2 separate regions of the Mus musculus genome follow, and region 2 is linked to region 1. Evidence: chromatin contacts called from public promoter capture Hi-C data. All regions are on one chromosome and are shown on one strand. Each heading gives the region's core, a stretch centred on a gene start, on an enhancer-like site or on the middle of the called end of the contact. The rest is flanking DNA. Distances are from core to core; before and after follow the strand shown.

What was found. Promoter capture Hi-C pulls out the DNA fragments that hold promoters and counts their contacts.
Region 2: a promoter capture Hi-C map of stem cell-derived epiblast-like cells shows a contact between it and region 1, with 2.9 times the contacts expected there. The contact joins the promoter of Trim50 here to the promoter of Eln in region 1. A contact is called at or near these places in 7 of 39 promoter capture datasets (the 3T3-L1 cell line, cranial neural crest, embryonic stem cells and 4 more) and 1 of 9 other capture datasets (embryonic stem cells).

Annotation. Positions count from the first base shown.
Region 1 is chr5:134,745,571-134,752,492 of GRCm38.p6, forward strand. It overlaps Eln (elastin), which reads right to left and starts at 1,753. Exons shown (of 37, transcript NM_007925.4): 1 at 1,587-1,753. The coding sequence starts at 1,671. Gm30003 (a long non-coding RNA gene) reads left to right here and starts at 142. Exons shown (of 4, transcript XR_868587.3): 1 at 142-1,738.
Region 2 is chr5:135,352,006-135,358,914 of GRCm38.p6, forward strand. Trim50 (tripartite motif-containing 50) reads left to right here and starts at 1,290. Exons shown (of 6, transcript NM_178240.3): 1 at 1,290-1,689; 2 at 6,850-6,909. The coding sequence starts at 1,291.

The sequences.
Region 1 (6,922 bases), core at 503-3,002:
ATAGCATCCTGTGTCAGGTGTGGTTTTTCATGCCTAACTTCAGCTTCCCTATTTGTAAAGATAAACAGTTTCTTTATGATGAACTAGTATAACCATCCAGGGAGAAGGGTGGGCAAATGTTACGAGACCACATCTGGGGCAGGAGGGTCAGGTGACCCAGAGACACTGCTCTTTAATGGGTCCTCCCGTTGGTACCCACAAACCTCAGTCTCGTTCCAGCCCTGGAACTCTTGTTCTACAGTGGGCTCCTAGCCCCCAGCAAGTAAGTCTCATGGGACAGATGCTGTTCTTATTCAGTCTCTGACCACAGCCCTGTCCAACCCCGCCCTGTAGCCTCCTGTCCCCAGTCCAAGTTCAGGTTCCCACAACAATGAGGTCTCTTAGGGAAACCAGACCCCAGCAGATGGTTCATAGGTTCACACCTCTTTCCCCACAGCTGGATGCACCTTTCATCTGGGAGCAGACTCCTTCCTCCCCATAACCCAACATGCCCGGTCAGGATACATATCAGATGACCAAAAGGATACCTTGAGGCTCAGCCTCTGATACCAGCCATGTCCTGATTGCCAGGAGATGGGCACTTTCCCCAGCTCACGCTCTGGCCTGTATTCCATCTCAGCAAACCCTCATACAGGCATGGACTCGCTCACGCTCACACACACACAGTGACGTCCTACACCTGGGCACCAGACGTCTTTAGGACATTTTTTTTTTAAGACAGCCTGATAGAACCCAAATGGCTCACTAGGTAGCCAATGATGTCTTGAATTCCTGATCCTCCGATGACCACCACACAGGTATGTGTCACCACGCCCACCTAGTTTACTCAGAGCTTTGAGAATGTTTAGCATGCCTTCCATCAACAGGGACGTCCTCAACCCTCCTGGTTGCTCTTGAGACGGGGTCTGGTTGGCTTTGAACTTACATGTTGGGGGTCACAGGTGTGGCTCACCACGCCCAGCTGGGTGTTGGACTTTGGCAGATCCCATCACACAACTTCACGGTTTGCCTCCCTGTACCTCCATCTGTCTAGGAACGGACTTGTGAACAGACCTTCATACCATCCCAGACACATTTCCTTCAGGGACATGCTTGGCTAGAACCTCACACTGACACCTGTGCAACATAGTATGAAACACACACGGGCGCATACACACACACACACACACACACACACACACACACACACACACACACAGAATCCGAACATCTCCAAGCAAAGACAAACCAGGATTGTCTCTCCCCAGGCTGGTATGTACACAGGTGTGCACAGGTATGCAAACTGCCACCACCACTGGAAAGTACTCAGGTGACTCAGAGGACCCCTTCGAGCTTGGACAGGAGGTAGGGACCATCCTGACTGGCGGGAGTGTAGCTTTGACAGGACCCCTAACACGGAGCTGGCTCCCAAGAGGAGACAGTTCCCAGAACCCTCCCTGTCTCGAGGAGGGGGGATCTGGAGCTGAAGGGCTCATCCATCTCCGGGATTCCCCATCAGTCTTGCCACCTGGCCGGCAGGGTCCCGCAGATTGTGGACAGCGTGGGACCAGCGAGGGGCAGCGTGGGACCGGCGAGGGGCCCCTTACCTCCAGGCTGCGCGGGATGGAGGAGGTTGAGCAAGAGGATCAGCAAGACGCCAGGCTGCGGGACTACCGCTGTCAGACCCGCCATCTCGGGGAGGACTGCCCCAGCCTGCTCTCAGCGCCTCGTTTTATCCCCAAAGCGTAATTGCTGCCTGGTAGGCTGCTGTGAGGGAAGGAGGGAGGGAGAGAGGGCGGGTGAGAGGAGGGCGGGAGGAGGGGGAGCTGGGGGAGGGGGCCGCGGGGGAGGGGGCAATTACGAAAGGCCAGACTTGCAAGCCTCCTAGGCTGAATCTGCCTCGACTATGGGTCTATTTTCCTGCACACACACACACACACACACACACACACACACACACACACACACACTGACGCGCGCGTGCTCTGCCCCCCCCCCCCCCCATCGCTTTCCCGCTTTCCCTCTGTAGCTGTTTGCTTGCTCCTGGCCCTGTTCCCGCCAGAAAGTGCAAGGGGGGCCTTTGCCAGGACAGCCCTCTGGAGAGGAAGCAGGAGGGAGGGCCCAGGCAGCCCGGCCAAAAAATCCCAGCCCTAGCCAAGGCTGGAGTAGCCAGGCCCCCGCCCCTCTGCCTGGGCCCCAGGCCCAGTGTGGGGACACAGGCCAGCTGTCCCGCGCCTCAGCTCCCACCCTGGTCCTGCAGACACCCCAACACCCCCAAGCCTGGCTAGAGACAGGCTTTACCCAAAACTGGGTTAGGTAGGTTGATGGGGCTAAGGGAGTCTGCCTATAGAGTTCAAGGTCTGCGAGCAGAATTGTCTGGGAGAGAGAATAGGATAGACATGGTACCGTGGGGGCATTTTAGGAACAGATTAGAGACCTTGACATACGATCTAGTTCATCATGGTTGAGACAGGTCTTAGCCATCTGTTTGAAGCCTGGGAAAGGGTGTTGGATCTATGGGTCTATGGTTGCAGAGACCAAGGGGCTGAGGTCAGGCGAGTGGCTTGGGAGTGAGAGCCATGTATTTAGTGTCTCCCTAGGGCTCAAAGATGATCCTTGCATAAGGTGTTGGTTGGTTCTGTAAGGGCCACGAGCACAGCTTTGCACCGCCCCTGAGCAAGGCACAGTGTCCAACAGAGGTCATACTGGGTCTTAGGTGCCTGGTAGGGAACATGGAGGTGGGAGCTCTGTGCAGGTGACTATTAACTCAGTATTCTCCTTCTTGCTTGTTCACCACCTGTCCAATGCTCTCACTTGCATCTGGAAACTGATTCTCTTGGAGGCTCTGGGAAGGCTTGATGATGCTATTCCTCTACTGGCCAGAAGGGGGCAGCCTATGCTGAACCAGCAGAGAGCCCTCCAGGAAAGCTTGCGATCAGTGCCCTGGCCACCCTGTCCCTGAGCATATGGAGATCCTGTAAGGCTTTAAGGAATGTGAAGTGTAGGTCAGAGAAAGATTATGTCATTCTCAGACTCCTGAGTGTATGTGGAGTACTGTAGGACAGGAGAGGGAGATGGTTGCTTGCTGTATACAGGTCATAGTTGGTTAGAAGAAAAAGTCTAGGCCATAGGTCCTAGAGTCTTTCTCTTGTAGGGGGTGGTGCAGAGGGGTGAGTTAAAGATGTCTTATCAGATGTCTTATACAGTACAGGGCATAGAGGAGTCTGCAGAGATGACAGCATTGGCGGAGGTGGGGGTGGGAGATCAAAGGCAGGTGGCTTAGGTGGACCTGGGCTAATTTTTGGTTCTCTTGTCTTGGTGCTCTTGTGTTTCTTCTTCTTCTTCTTCTTCTTCTTCTTCTTCTTCTTCTTCTTCTTCTTCTTCTTCTTCTTCTTCTTCTTCTTCTTCTTCTTCTTCTTCTTCTTCTTCTTCTTCTTCTTCTTCTTCTCCTCCTCCTCCTCCTCCTCCTCCTCCTCCTCCTCCTCCTTCTCCTTCTCCTTCTCCTTCTCCTTCTTCTTCTCCTCCTTCTCCTCCTCCTCCTCCTTCTCTTTCTCCTCCTCCTCCTTCTTCTTTTCTTCTCCTTCATTTCCTCCTCCTCCTCTTTTTCCTCTTCTCCCTCTCCTACTTTTCTTCCTCTTCCTCCTTCTCTCTTCTTTCTATCCTCCTTCATTTCCTCTCTCCTTCCTTCTATTTCTTCCCCATAATTCCCTTTACTCTTTCCTTTCTCCCCCTCCTATGTCTTCCTCTTCATTCTTCCCCCTTCCTTCCTTCCTTCCTTCCTTCCTTCCTTCCTTCCTTCCTTCCTTCCTTTCTTCCTTCCTTCCTGCCTTTCTCCTTCTGTCTCCTTTCCCCTCCCTTCTCTCTTTCCTTACTTCTTTTTCCCTCTCTCCCGTTCCTCTCTTCCTCCATTTCTTCCAAGATGCTCACAGTCTCACTATATAACCCAGGCTGGCCTTGAACCCCAGAGCCTCCTGACTCAGCCTCCTGAGCATTGGGATAATTGTGTACCTCTGTAGAGCTCGCTTGTCTCATCTGTTTGCTGATGCCAGCTATCCTTAACTAGGAAACTCAGCACAAAGACAAGGAAAGCTTGGGCACACGTTTCTACCCTGAGCCCAGAAGTGTTCTGTATCCATTTGGTACCAACAGTATCATGGCTGAAGCTAGGTCTACAATCTCTGCCCCCGTTTGTGGTGTAGCTGTCTGGCTCAACAGAGCCTCTACTGTGTCAGTCTGAGATCTTAGACAATTTCCCCCATCCCATGATCTACCACCCAAGACATCACCAGAATTTTGGAAAAGGGAGACATGATAGGAGGATCATCTCAGAGCTTGGCACGGCGCTTGTGCGGCGGGAGCAGGAGGTCGTAGTGTTCAGTTCCATTGTGTGTGTATGTGCCATGGCATGCATGTGGGGATCAGAGGAGCTTGCAGGAATGGGCTCACTGCTCCCTCCAAGCGGGTCCTGGGACTTGAACTCAGGTCATCAGGCTCTCCAGGAAGCTTCCTTTACTCCCTGAACCATCTTCATGACTGGAGGATAGAGTGATACCAGCCTGAGTTAAATAGCATGCTCCAGGTTAGCTTGGGCTGCTTTGCAATACCTGATCTTATAGAGCAAAAGACATGGGTATAGTGGTGCATTCTTGGAATCTCAGCACTTGGGAGGCAGAGGCAGAAGAAACAGAAGTCCAAAGTCATCTGTGTTACGTAGTGAATCTGAAGCCAGACTGGGCTCCATGAGACACACACACACACACACACACACACACACACACACACCTAAAAAAAAACCCAAACTAAAACATGAGGAGAAATTAAAATATGAGAGAGAGAGAGAGAGAGAGAACATAAACCATCTAGAAACGGCACAGCATGGGCATAGCTCTTATGTACTGTGTTGATTTTGGGGATACCCTGGGTAAACTGATTACGAGGTTCCCAAAGTCCCTAACTCAGCCCTTAATGGGGACAGAGACCATGACATGGGCACGGCTTGAGGCTCCAAGTCCTGGGTGGAGGGAAGCAGGGGTGCTGGTGGGGAGCTGGGCCCCTCTCCTCTTGGAGTAGTGACGCGGGCAGGAACTGGCTCGCAGACTTGCAAACCACAGTCTGCTTGGAGCTTTATTAATTCCAGGACTGGGAAAGAGGCTGGAGCCAGCAGGAGAGGTTTCCTGTGAGGATCCAGGAGAGGTATAGAGGGAAGACTTGCTGGAGCTGGAATAGGCCTCAGGCTGCTGGGCCAAGGACCTGCTTCGTGCCCCAGTTTTTGGTCTCTTGAACTCAGTGCGCTAGCTTGCCCCACATGTGCTACAAAGGCTCCACGCACCTACAAAGGGTACATGGCCCCAGATTCTCTGCACTGCTCATCCCCTCAAGTTAACACAACACATGCACTGATATGGCAAAGGCAAGGAATGCCAGTCATGGGCTGACATCCATTCATTAGCCAGTTGCTTGAACATTCCAGAAATCCAGCCGTCTTCAAGTGCTCGGCCACCTCTCTAGACAGCGTAGAAAGGATAAAATGAGCTTTTTTACAAAACTATTCTCAGAGCATGGCTGGGTGCCCTTGACCAAGATCACTGACAAACTCTGATGCCCGCTGGGTGCCCAGCTCGCTGTAGGCGGAGGGGCACCCAGGAGAGTCATTTGGGCAAAGTTGTGGTGGGATGCTGCTCTTCCCATGTCCCTCTAGCTGGAGGGGCAGAGTGTTCAGGTTCTATGTGGCTCTAAGAACATCAGTGATTTGTGCAGAGACCCTCAGTAGCCATTCAGGTAACTTTTAGCCCCTTTGTTTTGTTTCTTTCTTCTACAGTCCTGGGGATACATCTGGGGCTTTGCAGATACTGTACCACTGAGCCACACCCCCAGCCCCTCCCTGGGGGATTCTAGGCAGGGGCTCTACCACTGAGCCACGCCCCCAGCCCCTCCCTGGGGGATTCTAGGCAGGGGCTCTACCACTGAGCCACGCCCCCAGCCCCTCCCTGGGGGAATCTAGGCAGGGGCTCTACCACTGAGCCACGCCCCCAGCCCCTCCCTGGGAGAATCTAGGCTGATTCTTCACAACAGACCTACATCTTTAGCTTTTTAAAAAAAACTTTTATTTCAAGATAGAGTCTTGCTAAGCAGCACAGGATAGTTTTGAACTTGCTTACTAGGTAGCACAAGCTGGCCTTGAGATCTGATTCTCCCACCTCAGTCTCCTGAGTGGCTAGGACGACAGGCACGCACTATCTACCATTCCCCGTTCTTCCCAGTCCCTGTACGACCAGTTCAACCTCCCTAGCCTTCCTTCCCTGACTGGCCTGGGATCCCCAGCCCCTAGGCTGCTCCTGAGGTTGGGATACTGGGCATTTGTTGGTGAGTCTCTAGCTCCTGGCCTGTCTTCCATCTTGTTCCTTGAACCTCTTTGAAGAGCTGTAGAACAGGTTCCTTTGGACTCAATTTAGGTATTTCCTTCTTATTACCCTCACAATGAGTCGCTATCCTGGCTGGCAGATGGAAGGACCCACCAGCTTTGCTGTGTACCAATGAGACTTCCAGGAAATGCAGGCGGAGAATGCGTCAGCATCGCTGCCAGAAGCCATCGACTGTGGAGAGCTGTACTTCAGCATCCTTACCACGGTTTCTTTTAAAAGAAGAAATCTTTATTTTCCGTGCATTGGTGTTTTACATGCGTGTATGTCTGCTATGACAGTGTTGGGTCTTGGATGGGGATCTTCCAAGTACCAGCGATATGCCTTGGGCTTTTGTTTTTTTTTCTTGCCCATAGGGGACATTGTTAAGATCACGCTGCTCTGTGGGACCCTGGTCTAGTGAGAGGAACAGCCACAGTGTTGAGGCTGGCCTGGGCAGAGCTGAAATCAGTAAGCACCCTGGTTCTGTTCTGTCTTTGGCAAACTGAAGGCCCGCTGGCAGCCATGCATCTTTAGTGGGAGCA
Region 2 (6,909 bases), core at 40-2,539, 610 kb after region 1:
AGAGAGCTGCTTGTTTGAGGCCCTAGTGGGAGGCCTGCTGGACCACAAGAAATCAGGTAATGCGGTAGTGGGATGTGGGTCGAGTTGCTGCTATCTTGCTCAGTGGAGACTTTGTTTCTGTTTTGGAAGATGAACACCCAAGGCTCTTTTTATCTCAGACTCTGTGAGGACAGTGTTACCCTGGGACAAGGGACATTGCTCTTGTTGTTCAGGATGTAGCTACTGAGTAGATACTGACTTACCAAGCATGCTTAAGGCCCCCAAGGGGTCTATACCCAGAACTATTTAAATTGTGTATAGTGGAGCACACCTGCAATCCCAGCTACATACAGGGTTCAAGGCCACCACCGTCCACAGGACCCCTATCCCAAAAAGAAAAAGTAACAATCTGGCTTTAAGATTGCTTAGGCGGCAGGTTCCTGGTGCTCCCTGCCTTTAATCCCAGCACTTGACAGGAAGAGGCAGGCAGAGCTCTGTGAGTTGGAGACCGGCGTGGTCTACAGAGAGAGTTCCAGGACAGCCAGGGCTACACAGAGATTCCTTGTCTTGAAAACAAAAAAATAAACAAAAAGTGCCTGGCTTGAAGGTGTATATTACAGATTTCTGGGTCTCAAGAGAGAATCTTCCTTGAAGTTGAATCCCTGCCTGGAACTGGGGCTCTGGAATCTCTAGAATAGCAGTTCTCAACCTTCTAACACTACAGCCCTCAACACAGTTCCTCATGCTGTGTGACCCCCCCCAACCATAACAAAGTATTTTTGTTGGTACCTCATAACTAATTTTGCTACTGTTATAAACATCTGTATTTTCCCAGTGGTCTTAGGCAACCACCTTGAAAGGGTTGTCGGAACCTCAAAAGGGTTGCAATCCACACACTGAGAATCATTGCTTCAGGACAATTTCATGAGTGGCTGTTCATGCGCAAGGCTCTGGGTTCAATCCCCCCCAGATGCTGGGGTTACATGGGGGAAGGTCCTAGCTCAATGTGACGTTTGTGATGCTAGAGATTGAACCCAGGACCTCATGTATGGAGAAAAAACTCTGAATTAGACTTGCAGTTGATCTATATATCCAGACTCATAGTGGCCATTGTTTTCCACTTAAGTCCTTTTTTCCCAGACGGGGAAACTGAGGCTCAGAGTCATAGTAGGCGCTAGGATCAGAATCCAGGGCTGGCATCCTTTTCTCCCTAGGCTTTCAGCAGCCCTGGGGGAAGGGAAAATATGACAGAGGGAGGGGGCGGCAGGATAGAGGACTGACTGCCACCTGTGTTGCAGCTGAGCTGTGCGCATGGCGTGGCGGCTGACTGTGCCGGAACTCCAGGACCAGCTGCAGTGTCCCATTTGCCTGGAGGTCTTCAAAGAGCCTCTGATGCTACAGTGCGGCCACTCCTACTGCAAGGACTGCCTGGATAACTTGTCCCAACACCTGGACTCCGAGCTATGCTGTCCTGTGTGTCGTCAGTCAGTAGACTGCAGCAGCTCCCCGCCTAATGTCTCCCTGGCCCGGGTGATAGATGCTCTGAGGCTGCCGGGGGACATAGAGCCCACCGTCTGCGTGCACCACCGAAACCCTCTCAGCCTCTTCTGCGAGAAAGACCAGGAATTCATCTGTGGTCTCTGTGGCCTGCTGGGCTCCCACCAACACCACCGAGTCACACCAGTCTCCACCGTCTACAGCCGCATGAAGGTGCGAGGGGCGGGCGGGCCGCTAGCGGGAGGAGCAGAGCAAAGGGCGGCTCTCCTGAGTGCTGTCTTGCGCCTCCACGCGGTAGAGGAAGGCTACTGCACCAGGGCTCCATTTCTCCAACTCCATCTTGCGCACATACTCAAGTATGGCGCACATACTCAAGCATGCATTCATTCATTGGTTTTTAATACTTATTTGATTATTGACTGCTTGACTGTGCACGCGTGTACCACGGCATGCACGTAGAAGTCAGAGGACATTTTGTGGAAGTCAGTGCTCTTCTTCCACGTAGGGGTCTCTTCATTGGTTTTTGAAGAGTTGCTTATATACCAGGGTCCTGAGGATCGTAGCTGCAGGAATGACAGCGAGTCCCTTGCCAGACTTTTCCTATTCTTTTACCTTGTGTCTTTGGCTTGCTTTATTTTGTTTTGCTTGCTGTCCTACGGATGGAATCCAAGGCTTAGTTTATAGCTTAAGCAGCATTCTTCTACTAAGCAACATCCTAGGTTCAGTGGTATGGATTTTGATTGTGGTTTATTTGTAGCTCAGACTGGCCTTGAACTCACTATACAGCCACTGGCCTTGAACTCTAAATCTTCTTGTCTCATTCTCCACAGAGCTGAGATTATAGGCACGTACCACAATAGATTTCTTTCTTTTTATATTCTTTATTCATTTATGTGTAGACATACACATGGAGAACAATGTCAAGGAATCAGCTTTCTTATTCCACCACGATCAAACCCAGATCATCAGACTTGACCTGCTGAGCCACAACACTAGCCTTGCTTCTTCAGAGCTCCTAAGCCCATCTGGTCACAAGCATGAGGGTGGGGCCTTTGTTCCTTGCTGTATTTCAGCAGCTACAGCAGAGGTTCTTAACCTGTGGGGTGAGACCCTTTAGGGGCTAAACAACCCTTTCACAGGGATAGCATACCAAATATTAGATATCCCGCATATTAGATATTTATATTGTGATTCATAGTAGTAGCAAAATTAAAGTTATAACGTAGCAATGAAATAATTTTATGGCTGGAGCTCACTATAACATAAGGAACTGTATTAAAGGGTCACAGCATTAGGAAGGTTGAGAACCACTGGTCTACAGCTACAGTTGAAGTGGTAAATGTTCAAAATATAAGTGTTAAATTTGTGAATTCCTCAGCCCATGGACTTTTATCTCAGGTAAACAGATCGACATTTACTATTTAATTTTTTAAATGTTATATTTATGATGTTTATATATAATATATTTATTATATAAGGCTTGAGAGTCATGTTTACAAGGCTGGAGATATGGCTCAGATTCTAGCACTTGTCTAGAACCCCTCAGTGAAGGCCTGTGGGCATTGCCTCGAGGTAGAGCACCTTCCTATAATCCCACGATGAGGGGCTGGGGATGTGGCTCAGCAGCAAGTGGCAGACAGCTTGCCTAGCGTGAGCAAGGCCCTGGGTTTTATTCCAGCACCAGAAAGAAAAACAAAATGTATCTGTAATAGTTTGAAGGTGGGACTGGAAAGGGTTGGTTTGCTTGTTCTTTTTTTGGTGCATTTCTTTGTTCCTTCAACCTAGAGTATATAACACCAAGGATAACATCAGGGCTGGGCAGACCTGTGCCTTTCAATCACATGTATACAGTCGGTGTCTACTATGTGCAGGCATTGTGCTTGTGCCTGCTATAACAGTAGGCAAAGGTCTCACCAGGCCTGGAACACGCATCACTTGGGGTCTGCTGAGCTCTGTATGTTGGATGCCCAGGCTGAGTACCAGTTGCTGACAAGAAGCAGCCTGAAGAAGGAAGGGCTTACTGTGGCTCAAGGTTAGATGATGTACAGTCCATCTCAGCAGGGGAGGCATGGTGGCAGGAGCAGCTGGTCACGTGGCATCCACAGTCAGGCAGCAAGGAGAGATGGATGCTGGTGCTCACCTCAGTGTCTCCTTTTCCTCAGTCTAGGACCTCAGCCTGTGGCAAGGTGCCACTCACACTGGTTAGGTTTGTCTTCCTGGACTGAACCACTCTGGAAACACCTTTACAGACACACCAGAGTCCACACCATTTCTAAATCTAGTCAAACTGATTATTTTTTTTTAAAGATTTATTTATTTGTTATATGTAAGTACACTGTAGCTGTCCTCAGATACTCCAGAAGAGGGCATCAAATCTCATTGAGGATGGTTGTGAGCCGCCACGTGGTTGCTGGGATTTGAACTCGGGACCTTTGGAAGAGCAGTCGGTGCTCTTAACCACTGAGCCATCTTGCCAGCCCCAAACTGATTATTGAGATTAACCATCATAGTGGCCATGGATCCTGTAAAAGCTTGGGCACTCAGGGAAGTCTTCCTGCAGGAAGTGGACCACCAACCTGAGTCACAAGAAAGGGAGGTGGTGGGGGCAGGAGACAGAGAGAGTAGCACCCACAAAGGGTCAGGAGGTGTGTGGGGGGAGAGGGGACAATAGTGAGGGCACTTGCTGCATGAGGGCCTGAATTTGAATCTTCAGCACCGTGTAAAAAGCCAGGCATGGCTGTGTATTTCTGTGACACCAGCAGTGTGGAAATAAAGACAACAGGAAGATGTCTGGGGCTTGCTGGCTGCCAGCCAACCTCTCAGTCTTCACTAAGAATAAAGCAGACAGGGATGGAACAGGGCATAGGACATCCTTCTCTGGGCTCCACAGGTATGCAAAATGGCATGCATACCTACATATGTGTGTGCAGTGCATCAAACACACACACACACACACACACACACACACACACACACACACACATGTACACACACACACACACACACAATCCCACAATTCAGGAGGGAAAGTGAGGTGAAGAGCCAAGCCTGGTGGTGAATACCTAATGCGGAGGCAGGAGGATCAGAAGTTCAAAGTCAACCTTGGTTGGATCATCAAGTTCAAGGCCAACCTGAGTCACATGAAACCTCAGGATATGAGGAGAGAGGCAGAGAGGGTACCATGAGGGGGGAGCAGAGGGAACAGTAGCTGACTATGGTATCCTGGGAATCAGAAGGGCAGCACCTTAAGATCAGCTACCTGTGTCTCTGAGGCCTTGGGATGGAGCCTGGAATGTGGTGGGCCACACTCTGGAGGCTGAGGGGACAGGGTCAAGAATTAGACGCTAGGGCTGGAGAGAAGGCTCAGCGGTTAAGAGCACTGGCTGCTCTTCTAGGGGTCCTGAGTTCAGCTCTCAGCAACCACATGGTGGCTCACAACTACTTGTAATGGGATCATATGCCCTCTTCTGGTGTGTCTGAAGACAGCTATAGTGTACTCATACACACACACACACACACACACACACACACACACACACACACACACGCATGCACACACATGCACACTAAATAAATAAATACATACATAAAATTTATATGTCTGGAGCATATAAAGGGGAGCATGTCTAAAAAAAAAAAACCATAAGCAATGAAAGCCATCAAACAAACAAGCAAGCAAACAAAGCAGCACTTGGGGAGCAGAAGGATCTGAGCTGGGCCAGGGAGACAACTCAGCATGTAAAAGCATCTGCCTTGCAAGTGTGAAGACCTGAGTTCAATCCCTGCACATGGTAGAAGGATAGTACGGGCTCCTTAAAGTTGTCTTCTTCTGACCTTCACAAATGTGCCTTGGCTTGCACATGTACACACACACACACACACACACACACACACACACACAGAGACAGAGACAGAGACAGAGACAGACAGAGACAGACTAGGTCTCAATACACTATGCTGTTGTGCTGGCCTGGAACTCACTATCTTCCTGCCTCAGTCTCCTGGGCTGGGATATAAGTGTATGACTTGGCTGCGTAGCTTCTATGACTCAGTTTCTCTGCATTAAGGAAGTGAGTGTGGGTGTTCCCTCACAAGTCTGCTGGAGATGCTCTGTGCCTGTGTGTCTCAAACAAGAACATCAGTCGCCCTGTATACTTGGACTTGCTGGCTTCCTCTTCTTTTTTTTTTTTTTTTTTTTTTTTTTTTTATTTGTTTTATGTATGTGAATACACTGTCTGTCTTCAGACACACCAGAAGAAGGCATCAGATGTGGTTGCTGGAATTTGAACTCAGGACCTTTGGAAGAGCAGTCGGTGCTCTTAACCACTGAGCTATCATCTCTCCAGCATGGCTTCCTCTTCTTCTCCTCCTCCTCCTTCTTCTTTTAGAATATTTTTAAAGATTAGTTGTATATTTTGTGCATTAGTGTTTTTCCTGAGTGTATCATGTGCATGTTTGGTCTCCAAGGAGGTCAGAAAAGGCTGTCGGATCCCCTGGAACTGGAGTTAGAGACAGTTGTGAGCTGCCACAGAAGTGCTGGGAATCAAACACTGAGCCATTTCTCCAGCACCTTGTTTGTTTGTTTATTTATTTATTTTATCTATATGAGTACATTGTAGCTGTACAGATGGTTGTGAGCCTTCATGTGGTTGTTGGGAATTGAATTTTAGGACCTCTGCTCGCTCCAGTCAACCCTGCTCGCTCTGGTCAGCCCCTCTTGCTCTGATTAACTCCTCTCACTCAGTCCCTGACCAAAGATTTATTTATTATTATACATAAGTACACTGTAGCTGACTTCAGACGCACCAAAGAGGGCGTCAGATCTCATTATGGGTAGTTGCTGGAATTTGAACTCAGGACCTTCGGAAGAGCAGTCAGCACTCTTACCCACTGAGCCATTTCTCCAGCCCAGCACCTTGCTTTTTTTTTTTTTTTTTAATCTTCCTTTCCTTTGCCCTTTCCCTTCCCCCATTCCTTTCCTACCTTCTGCTCCCTCTCTCCTCCCCCTCCTTCTCTTGCTTTCCCCTCCCCCACATCTCCTTCCCTCCTTTCCTTCTCTTCCCTTCTCCTCCTTCTCTCTTCTCTCTTCCCCCTCCCCCTCTCTCCTTCCTCATTCCCTCCCTGACAGTTTGGTTACCTGTGATGCAGGCTGATCTTGAACTCCTGCCTTGGTGTCCTGCGTGCTGGGAAGACAGGCATGTAGCACTACTTCGCCTTTCTTAATGCTCTTCACCTGGGTGTGGAGGGCAACTAGAAGGCTCTGGTTCCTCCTCTGGCTCTACTGGCATGGTGACTGAGAAGTCTCAAAAGGGAAAGGGTCTGGACAGAAAGAGAAAGCCAGCTACTCACAGGGGCACGGCTTCTCCCCTCCAGGAAGAGCTTGCAGGCCGCATATCTGAGCTGAAGGAGGAGCACAGGAACGTGGAGGAGCAC